Regions from separate parts of the Mus musculus genome. Here region 2 is linked to region 1. The links are chromatin contacts, called in public promoter capture Hi-C maps. All regions are on one chromosome and are shown on one strand. Each heading gives the region's core, a stretch centred on a gene start, on an enhancer-like site or on the middle of the called end of the contact. The rest is flanking DNA. Distances are from core to core; before and after follow the strand shown.

What was found. Promoter capture Hi-C pulls out the DNA fragments that hold promoters and counts their contacts.
Region 2: a promoter capture Hi-C map of liver shows a contact between it and region 1, with 2.6 times the contacts expected there. The contact joins the enhancer-like site here to the promoter of Odaph in region 1. A contact is called at or near these places in 6 of 39 promoter capture datasets (cranial neural crest, embryonic stem cells, liver and 2 more), 1 of 15 datasets of contacts at CTCF or cohesin (the NIH/3T3 cell line), 2 of 484 Hi-C or Micro-C datasets (ECoMG-derived neutrophils and regulatory T cells), 3 of 115 datasets of contacts at active chromatin or transcription factors (bone marrow-derived macrophages and embryonic stem cells) and 4 of 9 other capture datasets (adipose tissue, embryonic stem cells, liver and 1 more).

What each region holds. Positions count from the first base shown.
Region 1 is chr5:91,983,950-91,990,902 of GRCm38.p6, reverse strand. Odaph (odontogenesis associated phosphoprotein) reads right to left here and starts at 3,430. Exons shown (of 2, transcript NM_001177577.1): 1 at 3,345-3,430. The coding sequence starts at 3,408.
Region 2 is chr5:92,108,388-92,115,340 of GRCm38.p6, reverse strand. It overlaps a transcript of G3bp2 not described here. Among named protein-coding and RNA genes, the nearest start is that of Uso1, 26 kb to the left of the region's middle. Within about 2 kb of position 2,375, at least 56 of the 459 cell types and tissues checked have an H3K27ac peak or open chromatin away from gene starts, as enhancers often do. A contact at or near this core is called in adipose tissue, embryonic stem cells, liver and 2 more, where this site is marked.

The sequences.
Region 1 (6,953 bases), core at 2,181-4,680:
AACTTCCATAGCAGTCTTGGCCCACCAGCATTGAACTTATGAACCATGCCCTTAGCATTCCTGAAATGCCCAGCAGACCATCTTACAGACTGGCCCTACCCCCAGGGCCTGTGGAAGAATTAAACTGATGGAGAGAAAGCTTCATTTCTATAACAGCATAAGTTTCTATGTTCTTACCTATGAAGGACAGTGTGAAGATTAACATGTATTTCCCACACGTCACACACTGACACACCAGCAAGGGCACTGTACATCAAAGCTAAGCATCCTGAAAACTTAATAAGACCAAAGTAGGTCACACATTTGAATGTTGACTAAAAAACATCTGCCAGGCAGTGGTGGCTCACGCCTTTAATCCCAGCACTTGGGAGGCAGAGGCAGGCAGATTTCTTAGTTCAAGGCCAGCCTGGTCTATAGAGTGAGTTCCAGGACAGCCAGGGCTACACAGAGAAACCCTGTCTCAAAAAACAAAAACAAAAACAAACAATCAAACAAACATCTGGAGAGGCAGGGCAGCATGATATTCCAGAGGCAGGGTCCCTGCTTCTAATACTGTGACTAAGGACAGATCACCTCACCCCTGAGGGTTTTTTTTTCCCTTATTTGAAAGATGTAAGAATAGTATGGTCTATCCAATGGGCTTATGAAATTATCCAAGATAAGATATTAACGGTTCTGGGAGATACCCTTTGCATAGTACACATTTATTAAGTTAGCAATTGTTATTGTTAATTGTTAAGGTTGTGAATGTTATAGAAGGATTTTTAGCAGCACAAGCTTCACTTCTTAGGTTTATCTGTTTATCTTTTATATAAGATCTGTGTGTATCAAGGTAAGGGTAGGACTAAAGTACATAATAACTATAAGACTAGGAACTCTGTGAAGACGAGGGATTATTGATTCTGTTGGTCATTGCTGATGTCTTCAGCACCTGGAACACTCCCTGGATGGCAGTGTTATCCTTGAAGACTTGGTGTATCTCTGAATGACTAGGCAGACACTGGCTGTTCTTCTCGGTGTTTTTGTGGTACTCAGCGAGAATTTAATTCCAGCCTTAGAGTGTTTTAAATAATAATTTATATTTAAAATTATAGTATTATATAATACAAGCCAAAATATTGTTTGAAGTTTGGATGTCAGTCTTAAATGGGCTTATTATAGTCTAGACGTGAAATTTGTATCATACCCCCAAACTAGCTCGATTTTTTAAAAAAAGAGGTAATGATGAGAAGATCTTTTTATAATTACCTGTGCTCTGTGGTTTATCTGGGCAGTCAAGAGCTGTTTTGTAGAGAGCTGTAGTGATTTTTATAGCAGCAAGCCTGGGTCTACCCACGCCATTCTTCCTTACAGAGCACCTGGAATCTTAGATTTCCCATGCCCATTCAGACTCCAGCCACAAAGAAATACCAATGCCGTGGTTAACTGACTCATAATAACTGTAACTCAATTCATTTTGTGGACACCAAGAACGATTGGCTATTTTTGTAAAATTCATCACTTGAAAGATAAAGAATTTAGAGCCCAGAAAATGTGCTAAACTCCCCGTCCCCCCTTCAGGATGCTGTACGTCGGGTCAACCGTGTGCACATCCCATATTACATGCTGAATTGAGCGCTGTGATGACAAAACCATAGCGCCTGTCTCTGAGGATTGGAAAGAGATTAGATACAGACAGATCTGCCAGTCAGGCATGGAACATACACTGCAGGTGAGGCACAGACTGCTTTGACAATCCAAAGATGTCAGAGAAAAACAACCTATTTTACAATAAAGTGCCTCCAGAAAGACTTGTAAGTGTGATATTACAGTAGCATTTAATTGCTGTTACTCGAAGCAGAACTGCAGAGAGCAGATGTGAGGCAGGAAAGGAGCAGGTGCTCTTGGACGGCGAAGGGCACAGGGACACATGTGAGCCTTCCTGCTGGGCAGTCAGTCCCAGAGGACAAGCAGAAATGAGTGATGACCTAGAACCTGTGCTGCCAAGCTCAGAGACCAAATCTCACCTTTCAGACGAAATTTTTATTTGTTTGTCTGGGGACATTGTCTCACTATGTAACCCTGGCTTTCCATTCTGAAACTTGCTACATAGACTAGGCTGGCCTTGAACTCGCAGATATCTTTCCGGCTTCTGCCTCTGAGTGTCAGGATCAGAGGCACACACCACTGTGTTCAGCCCTCAAAGGATAGTTTTAGATATAAATAATTGAAATCTCGAATCTCGTTATAACCTATTTAGCTATTTTCAAAGCCTCAAGAGAACAAAACAAGAGATGTCAACAAATTTGCTCTGTGACTACATGTGCCCCATAAGCTGGAAAGAAGGTGGCCTCTTTTTCAGCAGATGTCCATAACCTCATCTTGGGAATTGAGGAACTGCTGCCCTGTGATAGCTGTAGTCTGTGCAGAGGCTGGGTTAGGGGATCTCTGGGTATCTAGCAACAAGTTCTGATGCCTCTCCCTGTCTCCAGTCTGTCTCAGACATTGTGTGACAACTGCAGAGAAAATGTTGGAAGATGAATGGAGTCTCACTGAACCCCTTGAAAAGCTTCCCTAGGTCAGGGAATGTAAGTGGGCGAGAGGCTCTGTCCAACACTGGATCCCTCCTCACTGAACAGCACCTACGTCTGCATTTAAAGTCAATTACGAAAACAAATGCTAGATGCAGGGCCCCCAGGTTCTCCTTCCTATTCCTTTCTCCTATCTTCCATATCTTCCCTTGGGCAGGGACTTGAAATCCAATGTCCATGCTCAGAGCATCTGCAGGTTCAGTGGAGAGCAAGGGGGAGGAGTGCAGGGTTGGGGGGGGGGTGCTGGGGGAGGGGAGAATGGGAGCAAGGGAGAAATTAGTCAGCCTCAGGAAATCTGCTCACCTTGGTAGAGCCAAGACACAGCTCATCAGGTATGATTCATTAAAGCAATAAACAAAGACTCAGCCTGAAGAGCTGGCTGCTGGAAATGGAAGGAAGCAGACAGTGCTATAATTCCACATAAACACTGTTAGCTCCATAACCGATAACCGTAGTAACAACAGTAGCCTTGATGCAGTGCTTTTAATGTGCAGAGGCTTTTGCTTATAGCTCAGTTGTCCTCTCCAGCCCCACAACAATGCATAATCATATATAATGTTCAAGTATACCCTAAAATCACAGAGGTAACGCTAAGACTGGGATCCAGGTCTTCAGGTGAGCCACCCCAGCCTTTCATTTCATTCACACAGGCTGATGGTAGCAAAGAAACATTTCCAACATATGGAAATATGTAACCATGGAAGCCACCTTTGTTTTCCTGTATGGTATTATTTATCTAACCCACACACAGTAGGTAAAAACTCAGACTCTTACCTTCTGCTGTAGTTACCACCAACCAGCTGACCAGTAACCAGGAGACATGGAAAGCTGGAGCCATGGCTTCTGCCCTGAGCACTCACTGCTCTGGGCCCCAGGCTGCTTTAAAGGAGAGTGAGTGAGTTGGCAGCAGCCTGAGTCAGGCAATTTGCATTTGCATAGTGGACCACAACCACCCGGACCTGTGGTGGGAGAGTAAGAAACTCTCAAGGAAATACCAGACAGTCTTCGTCAACCTGAAGCTTCTGGTAATGCCAGGCAAGCGTCACGCACCTCTCCTTCACTCTGGACTGAAGGAAGCCACCTTACCTTCACTACCCTGTCAGTTCCAAACACTCCCCACCTCAGTGCCTTCTCTTCACTTGTAACCATGGCTCTCCAGCTGCAAGGGAAGGTATTTTGGTTTCTTTTCTATTGCTATGACAAAAACACTATGACCTGACCAAGGCAGCTTATAGAACCTTCTAATGCTGCGACCCTTTAATACAGCTCCTCATGTTGTGGTAACTCCCCCTTTCCCCAACCATAACATTATTGCATTGCTACTTCATAACTAATTTTGCCACTATTGTGAATCCTAATGGAAATATCTGATATGCAGGATATCTGATATTCGACCCCCATGAAAGGGTCTTTTATCCCCTAAAGGGGTCATAACCCACGGGGTCGAGAGCCACTTTTATAAAAGAAAGAATTTATTTGGGCTGACAGTTTCAGATGGTGAGCCCATGGCCACCAAGGTGGGGAATCATGGCAGCAGACAGGCAGGCATGGTGCTGGAGCAGTATCTGAGAACTTATATCTTATCCACAGGCCTGAGACAGAGAGAGATCTAATGTGAAGTGGTATGGGTTTTTGAAACGTCAAAGTCTACCCCTATGCCTCCCAATTCTTCCCAAATAGTTCCACCAACTTCAGATCAAGCATTCAAATGCATGAGCCTATTAGAGCCATTTTCATTCAAACTCCCCACAGAAAAGAACTACCTTAGCTCCTCACCACATAGCTTGACTTCCTGGAGCAAATCATGAGGGAAGAGGAGATTTCCTGATCCAGGTGTTTGAAGAAGCTGCTGTTAGATTCTGACCCAAGTGTATGGTTCTTCTCTGCCCTATGTCTGCCCATGAGGGAAGGGCCATGGGTAGAAAAGTGTCTTTCCTTGTGGCCACTATGGTCATTGTTTAAACAAAAATGAAGAAACCTGGAGCATAACTTAATAAGCCTACTTTCTAGACTTTCTTCTAAGTCACCAACTTGCTTGTAAGATGAACATGTGTCTTGGTCACTGTTATAGTGCTGTAAAGAGACACCAAGACTAAGGCAACTCTTACAGAGAAAGCATTAGATGGGGGCTGGCTTACAGTATTAGAGGGTTATTCCATCATCATCATCATGACAGGAAGCCTGTCATAGTGCAGGTAGACACTGGGGCAGTACCTGAGAACCACATACTGATCTGTAAGCAGAGATGTCTGGGCTCCACATGGGATTCTGAAACCTCAAAGCCCACCCCCAGTGACACACTTCCTCCAACAAGGCCACACCTCCTAATCCCTTTAATCCTTTTAAATAGCGCTACTCCCTGGTGACTAACTAGTCACATTCATGAGCATATGGAGGCCATTCTTATTCAAACCACCACAGCCAGACACACCAGTGCTTGGCTGGCCTCCCGAGAGGATTCTTTCAGTTGTGAGAGTAACAGGAAGTGGTCACAAGAATTAAGAGGCTGGTTCTTGTTAGAAAAAAGAAATACCCAAAACTTTCTAATATCATTTTCTTTTCTCACTTGCCATTTGATTATCTGTTCAAGCCAGCATGGTGACACTAGTCAATTATTGCAGGTATTTCAGAGGCTGATGTGGAAGGAAGGCTTGACCTATGAGTTCTAAACTAGCCTAGGCAACATAGTGAGTCAGATGCTGTCTCAAAAAAAATGTATTTTTTATCAGTTTAGAGACATGATCTTTGATGTGGCATTTGTATTAGTTGGCGTTCTGTCACCATGATGAGATACTTGAAAATCAATTTATAAGGTAGAAAGATTTATTTTGGCTCATAGTTTAGAAGTGTCCTTGGTCAGCTATTTCTGCTGCTTTTGGACTGTGGTGAAAACATTATTGTAGGGGCACAGGCTGCTCATCTCACGGTGACCAGGAAGCTGAGGGGGGGGGGGCTAAGGGTCCCAGTAGTCCCTTTAAGGGTGCCATCCCCAATGACCTAACTTCCATTCACTAGTCTTAATCTGGTAGAGCTTCTACCACCTGCCAGTGGTGCTCCAGGCTGGAGACCAAGGCTTTTTAACACATGGGCACTTAGGGACTGTACTGGCTAGTTTTGTGTCAACTTGACACAAGCTGGAGTTATCACAGAGAAAGGAGCTTCAGTTGAGGAAATGCCTCCATGAGATCCAGCTGTAAGGCATTTTCTCAACTTAGTGATCAAGGGGGAAGGGCCCCATTGTGGGTGGGACCATCCCTGGGCTGGTAGTTTTGGGTTCTATAAGAGAGCAGGCTGATCAAGCCAGGGGAAGCAAGCCAGTAAAGAACATCCCTCCATGGCCTCTGCATCAGCTCCTGCTTTCTAACCTGCTTGAGTTCCAGTCCTGACTTCCTTTGGTGATGTACAGCAGTATGGAAGTGTAAGCTGAATAAACCCTTTCCTCCCCAACTTGTTTCTTGATCATGATGTTTGTGCAGAAATAGAAACCCTGACTAAGACAGGGACATTCGAAATCTGAACTATAGTAAGTACCTCCCCCAGAGGAACATTGAGGTGTTGACACAAAGCTCAAACTATCATGATAATCTGTAAAGGGCATGTTTGCCTTTCTTCCTTTTTCTTTCTTTCTTTCTTTCTTTCTTTCTTTCTTTCTTTCTTTCTTTCTTTCTTTCTCTCTCTCTTTCTCTCTTTCTCTCTCTGTCTCTCTGTCTCTCTCTCTCTCCCCTTCCTTCCTTCCTTCCTTCCTTCCTTCCTTCCTTCCTTCCTTCCTTTTTTTATTAAATTATTAGAACTTCAATTCAGAATGTTTTCTCTTAGGAGGTTGTATTTGCCAAAACATCCCATCATTCAAAGGACTGCTTTGACCAGTGATTTCATCAGGAGTTTAGGAAGAACAGAATTAATCATAGTCTTGGGCTTTAAAGAGTGTCAATCTAGAGTGATGTCACCTGAGGATCAAGAAGTCCAATAGACACAAACGAGACCAATAGACACAAATCAGGAAGTGGTAAATTCCTCAGGCTTGATTTTATTCCTTGACAAAGTTCTAGAACAATTTTTGTTTTGGAGCAATAGGGTCCTTGGTCAGGCTGGTCTTGAACTTGTGGGCTCAAGCCATAATCCTGCCTCTTGAGTAACTGAAATAAAGGTTACCATGTTGCATGCCCAGGATATGCCAGACAGTATTCCAGAGGAACAGAATACAGACAAAAATACCTTCCCCAAAGTTTATATCCTAGTGCGGTAAAATAACACAGGAATAAAGTATTTGGTGTACTATAATGTGTTAGAATATTCTATAATATGTGCTACTGAAAAATGAAAATGTTCCACATAAGGAATACGGGGAGGTTGGAATTTTGATTCCAAGATGATATTTGATGT
Region 2 (6,953 bases), core at 1,126-3,625, 130 kb before region 1:
AAGATGACTCACAACCACCTGTAATGAGATCTGATGCACTCTTCTGGTGCATCTGAAGACAGCTACAATGTACTTACATATAATAAATAAATAAATCTTAAAAAAAAAAGAAAGAAATAGCTTAGTGAGAACCCCTCTATACCCAAGGCTGCTCCTGATAACCAGAACTACACACTGAAGATAACCAGACGTAGTCCTAGAACCTCATGACATCCACTGGACAGTGTAAGCAGAGACTAAGAGCAGTGCTCTGTTCTGCACATCTAGAGAGATGCTACCTTGATCTGCCCTGCAGCTGGAGAGCCTCTCCCAGGATCCTGATCCTCAAGTCAGAGTCTACTCTTATCGACTGTACTTGACATCTAGCTAAGATGCATCAAACAAGAGAGCAGCCTTGGGGAAGTAGGTTTAGGACTGAAGTTAGGAATTTAGCCTGTGAATCTTGTGTGAACCCTCAGCATAATAAAATACAACTTCTGTTTTACTAACTACATGTATCTACCTTCCTGATTTTGTGACAGTTGGTACAGTCTAGTCAGCAGGATCTTAGATGATCCTTAGAAAAGATGAAACTAAGGTGGCATCTTGCTATTCCTAAGGGCCCAAACTGGCTCCAGAGATAAGGGCGAATCCCCGACTTCAGGACTTCCTCCACAAAGCCACAGGCTTTTGCCTTAAGATTGGGTAGCCCAGAGCTGGTCGCAGGAAGGAAAGAACCAGAACCCTGAGGAAGAATCACTGTGGCAGGAACTAACGCCCGTGGGCTTCTGCCTTAAGATGTGGTAGTAGTGGAAGCAGTTCACTCGGAGTTACGTGAGGGACTGGATAGCCAGGGGACTAGTAAGCAGGGCAGATCGACGTGGTGTCTGTCCAGATGTGCAGAGCAGAGCACTGCTCTTGGTCTCTGCATATATACATATATACTGTCCAGTAGGCATCTGGGGTATTAGGACTGTGTCTGATTATCTTCAGTGAGTGATGTGACTTGGTTCTGGTTATCAGTCAGGTGCAGCCTTGGGTGTAGTAGGGACCCTCACTATTTTTACATGTCTAAAAAGCACTTTTTTTTAAAAAACTATGCTCTACTTTGAGGGTCAGGTTCCTGGAGGTAACTTTCCAGCTGCCGGGCAGACCAAGGTGGTGTCTGTCCAGATGTGCAGAGCAGAGCACTGCTCTTGGACTCTGCTTATATTCTGTCCAGTGGGCATCAGGGCATCATGGAGTTTTAGGCTCTTGCTTTACTATCTCCAGTGATGTCCCTGGGTTTGAGCTATCAAATGCAGCCTTGGGGTGTAGTGGGGTTCCTCACTAAGCTATTTTTACATGTCTAAGAGGCTTTTTTTTTAATTTTATTTTCCTGTGTTCACTACTTTTTCAAATCCTTATCTCCCTCATCTTGAAAGACTTTCATGGGAAAGTTTTACACACACATATACACACACACACACACACACACACACACACACACACACACACACGAAAGACTTTCATGGGAAGGTTTTATACACACACGCGCACTGATAGCCAAGAGCTGTGAAAACCCCCACCCGACCTCAGCCAAACAAACGCCTGGTCCTGTGTGTTTGTGTTTTTCCCACACTCGCTCTAGACAGAGTGAAGTTTGCTTTGTGCAGACATTGAAGCTGGAGTAGTCTCTTTGTCATCTGAAACTTACTTCCTACTGAGGCAGGAGGATCTCTGAATTCAGCAAAGGCTGTCCTTGAGCCAGAAAAGAAAACAAAGCAGGACAGCAGATACCAGAGCCTAAAGGGGGTTAAAATGAGGGCTGGAGAGATGGCTTGGCAGTTAAGAGCACTGGCTGCTCTTCCGAAGGTCCTGTGTTCAATTCCCAGCAACCACATGGTGGCTCTCGGCCATCCATAATGGAATACTCTCTTCTGGTGTGTCTGAAGACAGCTACAGTGTACTCATATAAATAAAATAAATCTTTTTTTTTTTTTTTTTTTTTTTGGTTTTTCGAGACAGGGTTTCTCCCAGGCTGGCCTCGAACTCAGAAATCCGCCTGCCTCTGCCTCCGGAGTGCTGGGATTAAAGGCGTGTGCCACCACCACGCCTGGCAAAAATAAATCTTAACTAAAGAAACATACAATAAGTAAATATTTAAAAAAGAAATGGGTGTGTGTGTGGAATTTTGGGAAAGCTGCTTCAGCACTGCAGAGTGCTGGGACTACAGGCGGAGAGACTCGCCTAGGAAGAGCTGAGAACTTTGTCTCCTTCCTCACCCCCAGTCTCCCCAGCACCCCACTGTCACCTGGCTCCACTTCCCCAGCTACTCCTGAAGGGAGTGTGCTCTTCCCTCCAGCGGAGGGACTGCTCTGACCTGCATAGCTCTTTTATTTGTGTTTTTAAAAATAAGGTTTGCCAGCACTTTGTTCAGCTGGGAGAGCCAACCGCAAACAATACACAGGAAACTGCGGGGGAGTTACGAGGGCGACTTCTTTTTGCTCCCGGCTGTAATTCCCGGCTCCAATTGAAATGGTAAAATGCGTGAATTGCTAATTTGCCTCGCTCTGGGGTCCTGTACTTTCCCTAACCTGCAGGTACAGCCCAGGCTTTTGTGGGTGTTCTCTCTCCTGAAGGGAGAGATCTGCCTCCTAGAGGAACTTTCTAATGAGGGGAAAGTCAGGCAATTAAGCTAATCTGGGACTCCGATGGGCCGGAAACTATCTCCTCAGGGTGTTTTCTCCTTAAACTTGACTGAGAGTTTAGCTTTTAGGGCAGACCAGTAGGTCACAAAAGTTGTTTAGAGGATTGCTTGCTCTGTCACAGTGAGACAGTTATCTGGAGAAGGGTTTACCTGAGGTGGGGGAGCCTTGGCTCCTAAAGAATAAGATGTAGGTTGAAATTATCTTTTAATTAAGCTCTAAGAAATTAAAATGACCTTCACTGGAGAAGTGAATAGGGACAATAGCCAGGTGGGTGTGGCGGTGGGAGTCGGGGTGGGAAGGAACACAAAGAAAAACTCTCTAGGTTGGTTTGTTGCTGGGGCTGACCCCCAGGAGCCCCAAGTTTCGAGCTTCCAAATGTTCCCTGGCCCCGCCCTTCCTTAAGCACAGCCCGGTTCTTCCTTCGGCAACTTGACTGCTTGTTTGAGCTTTTCTTTTTTATTTAATTTTCTCTTCTTTCTTTCTTTCTTTCTTTCTTTCTTTCTTTCTTTCTTTCTTTCCTTTCCTTTTCTTTTCTTTTCTCTTTCTTCCTTTCTTCCTTCCTTCCTTTCTTTCTTTCTTTTCTTTTCTCTTCCTTCCTTCCTTTCTTTCTTTTCTTTTCTTTTCTTTTCTCTTTCTTCCTTTCTTCCTTTCTTCCTTCCTTTCTTTCTTTCTTTCTTTTCTTTTCTCTTCCTTCCTTCCTTTCTTTTCTTTTCTTTTCTCTTTCTTCCTTTCTTTCTTTCTTTCTTTCTTTTCTTTTCTTTTCTTTTCTCTTTCTTCCTTCCTTCCTTTCTTTCTTTCTTTCTTTCTTCCTTCCTTCCTTTCTTTCTTTCTTTCTTTCTTTCTTCCTTCCTTCCTTCCTTCTTTCCTTTCTTTCTTTCTTTTTTTTTTTTTTTTTTTTTTAAAGATTTATTTATTATTATATGTAAGTACACTGTAGCTGTCTTCAGACACACCAGAAGAGGGAGTCAGATCTTGTTACAGATGGTTGTGAGCCACCATGTGGTTGCTGGGATTTGAACTCTGGACCTTCGGAAGAGCAGTCGGGTGCTCTTACCCACTGAGCCATCTCACCAGCCCTCTTTCTTTCTTTCACAGCCTCCTTCCGTGTGTGCCCCGAGGTTTGATACTAACGGTGCAGATTCCTCTCCTCTCACAATCTTCCTTCCAGGGTACTGGAATCACATACAGACTTTGCCACCACACCCAGCTTGTATTACCTGTTTTTTTTTTTTTTTTTTTTTTTTTTTTTCCGGAGCTGAGGACCGAACCCAGGGCCTTGGGCTTGCTAGGCAAGCACTTTACCACTGAGCTAAATCCCCAACCCCTGTATTACCTGTTTTAAGCCTAGTTTGCTCGATGTTTTCAGTTCCTGGGTGTCCTGACTGCCTGTTGTCTCAGTACTCTGCACCCGGACCACTTTCCATCCCCAAAGTTGGTTCTTAGTGTCTTTCAGCCCTGGCCAGTACTTTCAATGTCTACTTACCGTCTCTGCCAGGGCGCTGTGTAGTTTGCAGCCCTATGCCCTTTAGTTCTTGGCTCTTTGTAAACATTTAAGAAGCACTCCCTGAATGGAAAGATTTGAGAAGAGAGCCCCAGGGCAGTTGGGTAGTTGACAAGGGTAAATGCTACTGGTTGGAAGACTCAGAGGCGGTGTCTTCTGGGTGGGTGCCAGCTCTTTCTTGGGTCATGTTGTCTCTGCTTGTTTACAGGTTCCCTGACTGGAGCCCAGTGACAGTGGCTTCTGCCAACCAAATCTTCAAAACATTCATAAACTCTTCAGCACTTTTATCTCTCCACCTGAAACTACAGGGAAGCCAGGGTACAGACAGAAAAGTCTGAGGGTGCCTGCTTTTTCCTTCTTGAGGGTCTACTTAGTTTGGCTACAAAGACTGGGTGGTTTAAGGAATGGCCTTCAGCTATGTTTTAAGTGTTGCTTTTTTTTTTTCCTTCTGTGAATTCTGTTCCAGAGGTTGTAGTGGCCAAAGCACCTTTTACTCTGAACAATGAAAGAATCAGGCCAGTGTGAGTCCCTGCTGTCCACTTTTAGCCTTCCAAGGTAGACCAGTTGCCCTGCTCTCTTTGTGTAGTTAATTTTTCTTTTGCTCTAGTAATAGTCTTGAGTTCACTTTGCAGGAGTATTTGGAAGTTTCTTCTAGGTCTCTTGATGTGTCTTCGTTGTCTGATGCAGTCCTATTTACAGATTCCAGGTGTGGGGTCTTGGCAGGGGCATTTAGAAGAGCATTGCTGCGGCTTCCGTAATAGTACTCAGGGCTCACTCTCATAGGAAGATCTATAAGAAGATTCCAAATTCAGTGTGTACAGAGATGTACTTACTGGCAATGTAGTTTGTTGAGAAAGTAAATCCTATCTTCGGTCCTTCCCTTTAGGTTCTATGCATGGGAATTCCAAGTATGAAAAAGGGCAGATTAGTAAGAAAAAAGACAAGAAGTAATCACATGTTTATTAACCTATTGATAGGAACTCACAGAAACACCAATGTGATTGGGGCTCAGAGCATCCTCACAGGAGAGAAAGGGAGAAGAGCAGTTATAGGAAGACAAATGGCTCCAGGGGTCATAAAGGGAGTCAGGACAGTTTTCTGAGAGACTGCAGGGATGTGCAGCTGAGACTTGTCGTCTCTGGTGGAGGCAGTCTTCCCTGCTTCTATAATGATTGAGTTATTTGGGGGAGGTTCTACTTTTAGAATGATTTCAGGAACTGAAATGCCTCTTGCTGGAAATAATTTTGATGCTGCCATGTCATATTCTGGACCTCTTGGAGGTCTGCCTTGTGTACTGTACATGACTCCAGTGGAGAGAGGAGAGCAGAACACAATCGTGCTCCAAAATTAAAATTAAATACATCTAAAAATACTTAGTCCCAGCACTCAGGAGGCAGAGGCAGGCGGATTTCTGAGTTCGAGGCCAGCCTGGTCTACAGAGTGAGTTTCAGGACAGCCAGGGCTATACAGAGAAATGCTGTCTCGAAAAATCAACCAACCAACCAACCAACCAATCAACCAAGTCAACCAAGAACACAGAAACCCTGTCCCGAAAAACCAAAAACAAAACAAAACAAAACAAAACAAAACTTAGTATGTGCTTGTGGAGGCCAGAAGAGCTGAATGGTTGCTGGAAACCAAATTCAGGTCCTCTGCAAGAATAGTACTTCCTTGTAACTGCTGAGCTGTCTCTCTAGCCTGAGTACACTGTTGTATGTGTATGTGTATGTGTATGTGTATGTGTATGTGTATGTGTTGTGTGTGTGTGTGTGTGTGTGTGTGTGTGTATGTGTATGTGTATTGTAAGACTCCGGGAGTTGGGCCATGGTGGCACACACCTTTAATCCCAGCACTCCGGAGGCAGAGGCAGGTAGATTTCTGAGTTCGAGGCCAGCGTGGTCTACAAAGTGAGTTCCATGACAGCCAGGGCTATACAGAGAAACGCTGTCTCGAAAAACCAACCAACCAACCAACCAACCAACCAAGTCAACCAAGAACTAGTATTACTTCTGCTTTCTGCAAAAGAAAAAACATAACTTTTTTTTAATGATGAAAAATTAATTTTCTGTTTCTCATGTAGAATTAAATATGTCATATGTCCTCGACTACTAAAACTTTTGCTTATGCTGACTTGTTAGATATTTAGTAGATAAATTCAAGATGTCTTCTTGCTTGTTTGCTGTGGTTATAACTTGGGTGCATGTGCGCTCATATGAAAACCTGGAAGGAGACAGAAGTGCTGACAGCCAGCAGTTGTGTTCTGTGTTGTAATTATGTCATTGTGGTAAATAGAATTTTGTTCCTGTGTTCCACATTTTCACACCAAGCACGCATTTTTTACACAAAAATAAGAAATGTATGAATGTAAGGAGTTACAAAGTTTGGAGCTGAGACAAAAGGATGGACCATCTAGAGACTGCCATATCCAGGGATCCATCCCATAATTAGCCTCCAAACGATGACACCATTGCATACACTAGCAAGTGTTTGCTGAAAGGACCCTGATATAGCTGTCTCTTGTGAGACTAGGCCGGGGCCTAGCAAACACATAAGTGGATGCTCACAGTCAGCTATTGGATGGATCACAGGGCTCCCAATGGAGGAGCTAGAGAAAGTATCGAAGGAGCTAAAGAGATCTGCAATCCTGCAGGTGCAACAACATTATGAACTAACCAGTACCCCGGAGCTCTTGACTCTAGCTGCATATGTATCAAAAGATGGCCTAGTCGGCCATCACTGGAAAGAGAGGCCCATTGGACATGCAAACTTTATATGCCCCAGTA